Regions from separate parts of the Sus scrofa genome. Here region 2 is linked to region 1. Evidence: chromatin contacts called from public HiChIP or PLAC-seq data. All regions are on one chromosome and are shown on one strand. Each heading gives the region's core, a stretch centred on a gene start, on an enhancer-like site or on the middle of the called end of the contact. The rest is flanking DNA. Distances are from core to core; before and after follow the strand shown.

Region 1 (3,391 bases), core at 333-2,832:
ACAACGGGAACTCCCGAGATCTGGTTTTTAATGGTGTTAAGTCCTTAAAGTACTTAAGTAACTGGTCGGGTATGATCATTGCAGGGTTACAGTGGCAGTCATCCAGGTGCTTGGTTCTGACTGGCCTTATAGGTAGAGTCTCACTCTGGAGATCTGTGTACTCAGAATACCTTTAATGGGTCTTTGGGAACCTCTTAGTGGAGGGAAGGAGTTGACGGTTTCGTATTTGTGGGAACCCTTTGTCTCGGTATGAACATCACAAGACCGTGTTTTGAGGTGAGCTGTGTTATGATGGCTTTCTTGGCCCATTCAGTCTCCAAGGAGATGGGACAACCTTTGGTCAGTTGTTCTCTCTCCCAGTATCTGAACTGTCTTGGATTGCTTTAACTTTAGCTTGCACTTACCCTTCCAGGGAAAAGCACTCCTGGCTCCTCAACCTTGTAAGGTGATACTTGGCAATAGGTAAACTACCACTAGGTTTTAGGTGTGCCCTGGTTAATTCCATTACTTCAGATCTTGGCAGACAAAGCCATCCTTGCTCACTCTAAACAGACACTCTATGCTCTCTTTTAAATTTCACTCAGTACCCTCCTGGTCTTTTTATTTTCCAACTGGAGAGTCCAATCGGGAGGGAACATCAACATGAAGCATTTTCTGATCCTCTGCCAGTTCCTTCTTGAGGTCGAGAACTAGAACTTACCCTCTGGCTACTATTACTCCCACTGTTTCCCACTACTTTCGATGACCAAAGAGCTTTTCAGTTTTTGGCCCAGACCATATTTGGTGTCTTGAAGAGAGAACTGTTTCTGCAAATCTGGTCGGTAATGAATATAAGTACCAGGCATCAAGGTTTGGACTTCGATTGACTTGTTTGTCCACACATTCCAAATGCCTTCCGAAGGTTTCCAGCATTCGTTCCCCTTAATTTGTCATTTTACTACCAAAGGACTTGATTTCCCCCCCGGACCCCCCAATTCCTGCAGATTGCCCCTTCCCTTCCCCTGTCGACTCCTGAGTGTTAGCAAATCAGGCGAGGCTGACGGCATTAAGAGGGCCTAGAGGTCGTGGGCTGGGTCCCGCTCCCGGGGTCTCCCTGCGTGGAAGCGAGCCCCGGGCCTTCGGGGGTGGCCGGGGCAGAGGTCGCCAAGTTTGCCGGGTGGCTCCTGGCGGAGGCCGGCCCTCGGGACGGGCGGGCGGCTCCCCGCGTGGCCTGACGGAGGCGCAGGCCCGCTGCCGAGTGAGGGAATGCAAGGCGGGCCCGGCGCGCACGGGCAGCAGCGGCCGCTGGGGCGCGCGGGGCACGGCGGCGCCGCGGCGTAGAGCTGTCAGGCCGGTCCGCGGGCGCGCCTGGCCCCGCGCCCCGCCGGCCGCCGCCGCCTCCCCCTCGCCCACGGCCCGCGCACCGAGCGCTGACACCCGTGGCGGCCGGCACGTGCGCCCGCTCGCCTCCCGCCCGCCGACGGCCGGGGAGCATGCCCGCGGGGGCCCGGCCGCTCGCCTGGGGCCAGCTGGCGGCGGCGGCGCGCGGAGCGGCAGGGCGCAGCCGGCCGGGCCGGGGCCGCGGGGCCGGCGCCTCCCCAGCGGCGTGAGGCGGCGGCGGCCCAGCGCGGCCGAAGAGGACGGAGCCGCGCCGCGCGGAGCGGGTGAGTGTGGCGGCGGCCGGGCCGGAAGGCGGAGCGGCCGGCCCCCCTCCCCAGGCCCCCGGCGAACCCCGGGGATGTGGGGGCGCGGAGCAGGCACGCCGGCAGCCTGCCGGGTGGGAGGGAAAAGCGGGAGACCCGGCCCCGGCCGCCCCGCGCGGGGAGGAGGGTGTGGCGCGCGGGGACCCCGGACCCAGGAAATCGCCCCCAGCCCGGCCCCCGGGGGAGGCGCTGGCTCTCCGGATTCGGGGCCCTAGCGCTAATACCGAATTTCTGTCGGTTCCGGCCGGGGCGCGGAGGACTCCCCTCCCCCAGTGCCAAGTGTCACGGCGGTCAAGGGGCAGGTGTGTGTGTGTGTGGTGCTGGGCCTGCCCGGGCCGGCCCGCGCTCTGAGAGGAAGTGGTGGCCGAAGCCCTCTGTCCAGCCTTCTGGGCTTCCCGCCTCCGGCCAGACAGCCCTCCAGCCAGGTGGGTGTCCGGGGCCGGAGCATGGGCTGTGGCCCTCAGAGAAGGGGCCAGGACTTAGAAGAAGTGCTGCCGCTGTCCCCCTCGCTGGAAGAAAATCTGGCCTATCTCCATCCTGTGAGTCTCCCTTTCCTGTTGTAACCTGAGGTGCCAGCTCTGTTTTAGGGCAGCCAGCTTCCTCCTTACTCCCTCCACCCCATCCTTTCTTTTCAGGGGCAGGGCTGATGGGTGACTTGGGGAGGAGACCCTAGAGCTCCCCTCCCCCATAATGTGCACTCACTCCCCCGGGAAACCTCAGATGGAAGTTCTAAGTAAATAGAGTGTGTTTGCTAGGCAAATGTCATTTCAAGGCAAATCTTCTAGCTCTGTCCCTTTTCAACGCATTTGCTGCCTCTGCGTACATTCCTGATTCCTCATCCTACACTCCTCTCCCAACTTCTGAAATATGGACTGGGGTCTCAGGGCCCCCCTTCTCCTCTCCAGAAGCCGGATTCTTCAGAGAGGACCTCCTTTGGAGCATCTTTCTTAGTCTGCTGCTGGCTCTCAAGCAGCCCCCACCTGGGAGCCACTGGGGCTGAGAGGCTAGACACCCCCTCACCTCCTTTCTGAGGGGAATGTAGTAAATGCTCCCCTTCACCTGAATCTCCCCCACGGCCAAGCCCCCAGTGTGACTCATCTCTGCTCTGAACTCCCACTGCACCTTATCTGTGTCTCTTGTGTGACTCTTATCACCTCCTGCCTTATTTTAGTTACTTTTGTGCCTGGCTTATCTGTCCCGCTGGATTGTGAGCTCCTGGAGGATGGAGGACAGGTGCAGTTTGATTTGTCCCTGGTGGCCTTGGGTCAGCACCCTGTGCACTGTCAGCATCGGTGTCCAGATAGAGTAGAAGCCCCGTCCCTAGCTTGCCTCTGGGGCCCTAATTGATCTGACCCCTGATGGTCTCTGTTAAATTTTTCTTCTTTTGTGATGGGAGATTCCCAGTCTTTTCCTTTGCAGAGAGAAACCCAGTTAGGAAGCCATTGTTTTTCTGGTAGGGAGTGACTTGCCAAATGACCAGGACAGTACATGCTCTGCTGTGATGATGGCCAGGCCCAGACTGGACTCTCTAGGCTCTGGGTGTGGAATGGATATCTCTCTTTGGCCTTTGCACTCACGAGGCATGGGAGGCAGTAGGATGTAGAATTGGATTGTAGGAGTCAAGGTTCCAGGCCTGATCATCCCCATAAGGTCTGTACGAGCTTCCCTGAGTCCCTTGGTTTCTCTTGGTCTTGGGTGGTCCTTATGGA
Region 2 (3,391 bases), core at 522-3,021, 340 kb after region 1:
GTACAATACTGTCTGCATCTATGAAATAAATAGCTGAAAAACAAAAACGAAACAATCACTATGCTCTACTCTGAAACTAACACAATATTGTAAATCAACTGTACTTCAATTAAAAAAAAAAACTGAAAGTGTTACTTTAAGAATTCTATCTTGGAGTTCCCGTCATAGCTCAGTGGTTAACGAATCCGACTAGGAACCATGAGGTTGCAAGTTCGAATCCTGGCCTTGTTCAGCGGGTTAAGGATCTGGTGTTGCCGTGAGTTGTGGTGTAGGTCGCAGGCCGCGGCTCGGATCCCAGCTCGGATCCCACGTTGCTGTGGCTGTGGCCTAGGCCGGAGGCTACAACTCTGATTAGACCCCTAGCCTGGGAACCTCCATATGCCGCTGGAGCGGCCCTAGAAAAAGGCAAAAAGACCAAAAAAATAAAAAAATCTACCTTACAAACAGTAATTTAAAGTTCACCAGGAGCCCATGTACATCACTACTGCTTTCTGGAAAAATAAAGAATTGCAAATAAATAAAAATGACGAGTGAATTTCAGTTACTTACTAAACAGAGAAAATGGAATTTGGAGTCAAGGGATTCCAAGTCCACAAACTTGAATTCCAGTCTTTGGTAAGTCATTCACTCACTTATTCATTCCTTCAACATTTAGCGCCATTTTGGGGATACAGCACTGAGCTCACCGGCAAGGAGCACGTATTCTAGTCGAGCAACACAAGCAACAGGCCAAGTGTACACATCCCGTTCAACTCAACCAATACCGGTAAATGCAAATGTCAGACAAGTTTATTTTCAAGACTTTTTAGTAAAATGGATTATAAGAGTGCCGCTCCACTAGCAGGCTGCTGTTAAGCAACGTTAAGGACAGGAAGCGAGAAGGCGTATATAAAGGCAGATCTACAAATGCCCACTGTTACCCTTAAAAAGTGAGCAGCACCTAATGCTCGCCACTCGACTTTGCGCCTGGGCTGAAAAACAAGATTTTATTAAAGGAAACGGATGTGACGCTCCCTCTTCCCTCTACATCCCGAGTATTGTTTTAAGCAGAAACGGTTCCCGAAAAACCAGCCACGTTCGGCCCAGACACACGTTGTCCCCGAGATCTGCCCTCCGCTTCCCACCGACCCGCCGGCGGAAACGGCGAGTCCGCCCGCGGCGGGAGGGAGGCGCCAAGCGGCGGCCGCTCACCTGGCGCCCGGCCAGGAAGGAGGCCGAAGGGTTCATAGGTGTTTCCTCCGCCCCCGGAGAGTCAGTGTGCGCAGCGTCACCTTAGAAACGCCATAGGCGCGCCTGCCCGGAGCGGCGGGGGCCAGCCCCGAGCGCTGGAGCCCCGCGCCCTCGCTGGCCCAAGCAAGCCCGCCTAAACCGCCAGCCCCGCGGAGCGTGCCCGGCCTCCCGGCCTATAGGGTCGCTGAGGGGCCGCCCCGGTTCTCGCGACACCCGGTGGCCGGTTGCGCGATCCCGCGGGAAGCCAGCTCCTACCCGGGCATTTTGTTCTTCCAAATCCGGACCTGGGGGCTCTTGAAAGGCATATCTGACGATGTAAAAGCCATTACCCACCGCCTGCAAAGAACCATCACCCAGGGAATGATAAAGCAACGAATGGCTGTTTCTGCTCCATGATCTCCTGCCAAACTGTGAACACGGTCGTTAGCTGCTGTGTACCCCTGGCATTCAGGCAACAAAGAGACTGGAGGCAGAAGCCAGCCCTGGCAGTTCATAGTCAGCTGCTGACCATCCTAGCAGACAGGCCTAAGCTAAGAATCAGGTGAAAAAAGAAAACAATTTTTTTGGACTCTTGATATAGCTCTTGAATTGCAATGAGAAACTTGACACTTTGTTGTGACAACATTTACTGTTCTGGGTTGAAACTAAGCTTTTTTTTTCTTCTTGGCCCTGCGTGAGGGATGTGGAAGTTCTGGACCAGGGGTTGAACCTGTGCTGCAGCAGCGACCCAAGCTGGCACAGTGACAACGATCCTTAACGCACTGCGCCAGAGGAGAACTCTGATACTAAGCTTTTTTCACCCTTTCTTCTACATTTTATTCTTCATGTTATAATAGGAATTGAACTATACAAAAATAATTGGAGGCGTTTCCACTGTGGCTCTGCAGAAATGAATCTGACTAGCACCCATAAGGACGCAGCTTCAATCCCTGGCCTTGCTCAATGGGTTAAGGATCCAGTGTTGCCATGAGCTGTGGTGTAGGCCAGCAGCTACAGCTCTGATTTGACCCCTAGTGTGGGAACCTCCATATGCCCCAGGAGCAGCGGCCCTAAAAAACCCCAAAAACAGGAGTTCCTGTCGTGGCTCAGTGGTTAACGAATCCGACTAGGAACCATGAAGTTGTGGGTTCGATCCCTGACCTCACTCAGTGGATTAAGGATCCAGCATTGTCATGAGCTGTAGTATAGGTTGCAGACATGGCTCAGATCCTACGTTGCTGTGGCTCTGGCTTAGGCCAGCGGCTACAGCTCCAATTCAACCCCTCGCCTGGGACCCTCCATTTGCCTCAGGAGTGGCCCAAGAAATAGCAAAAAGACAAAAAGACACACACACACACAAAAAAAAAAAATTGGAGTTCCCTGGTGGTGAGGGTTAGATCCCAGCCTGGGAACCACCGCATGCCAGAGAGCACAGCCGAAAAATGAAAAAAGCTTATATTTAACCTCTGATTGTCCACCCACTGCTGCTTAACTTGTAAGATGGCATTCCTGTCAAGACAGATCACCAAACACAGTCTTAATAGTATTTCACCTTTACTTTCTGGTTGACTGTAAATTAGCAAGACACGCCCTTTTGTTTATAAAAGACGATCCGAAAATGAAAAAATAAAATTTGAATTTCTTACTGTGAAGCTTTACTGATTTGGATGACACTTGCATCCTTAGGACAAGGTCATGTTGAGAATGGACAAGACAGTGCCTTCGAACTTAATCGAGAAAGCAAATGCTCTGAGTTCCTGTCGTGGCTCAGCAATAATGAAACCAACTAATATCCATGAGGATGCAGGTTCAGTCCCTGGCCCTGCTTAGTGCGTTAAGGATCTGGCATTGTTGTGAGCTGTGGTGTACGTCCCAGATGCAGCTCAGATCCTGTGTTGCTGTGGCTATGGCGTAGACTGGCAGCTGCAACTCCGATTCAACCCCTAGCCTGAGAACTTCCTTATGCTGCACAGTGGCCTAAAAAGGCAAAAGAAAAAAGAAAGAAAGCAAATGCTGACTAGTTGTTAAAAATGGCCTATCAGTAGCTGATTATGCAGTAACTCTTGGTAGTGGAATGAGAAAAAAAAAAAAAGGAATGTGGTTGAATGTCAGTTTTCCAATTGAGGAGCATTTTAATATTTCACATACTTCTAAAATTTCACCTTTGTAAAATTTGGTATTT

Evidence for each region. HiChIP or PLAC-seq counts read pairs in DNA pulled down with a chosen protein or histone mark.
Region 2: a contact with region 1 is called in an H3K27ac HiChIP or PLAC-seq map of skeletal muscle, with 2.7 times the contacts expected there. The contact joins the promoter of CCDC62 here to the promoter of PITPNM2 in region 1. A contact is called at or near these places in 1 of 47 Hi-C or Micro-C datasets (embryonic fibroblasts) and 1 of 2 datasets of contacts at active chromatin or transcription factors (skeletal muscle).

Annotation. Positions count from the first base shown.
Region 1 is chr14:29,728,518-29,731,908 of Sscrofa11.1, forward strand. PITPNM2 (membrane-associated phosphatidylinositol transfer protein 2) reads left to right here and starts at 1,583. Exons shown (of 27, transcript XM_005670599.3): 1 at 1,583-1,643.
Region 2 is chr14:30,064,867-30,068,257 of Sscrofa11.1, forward strand. It overlaps CCDC62 (coiled-coil domain-containing protein 62), which reads right to left and starts at 1,772. Exons shown (of 13, transcript XM_021074080.1): 1 at 1,192-1,772; 2 at 550-704.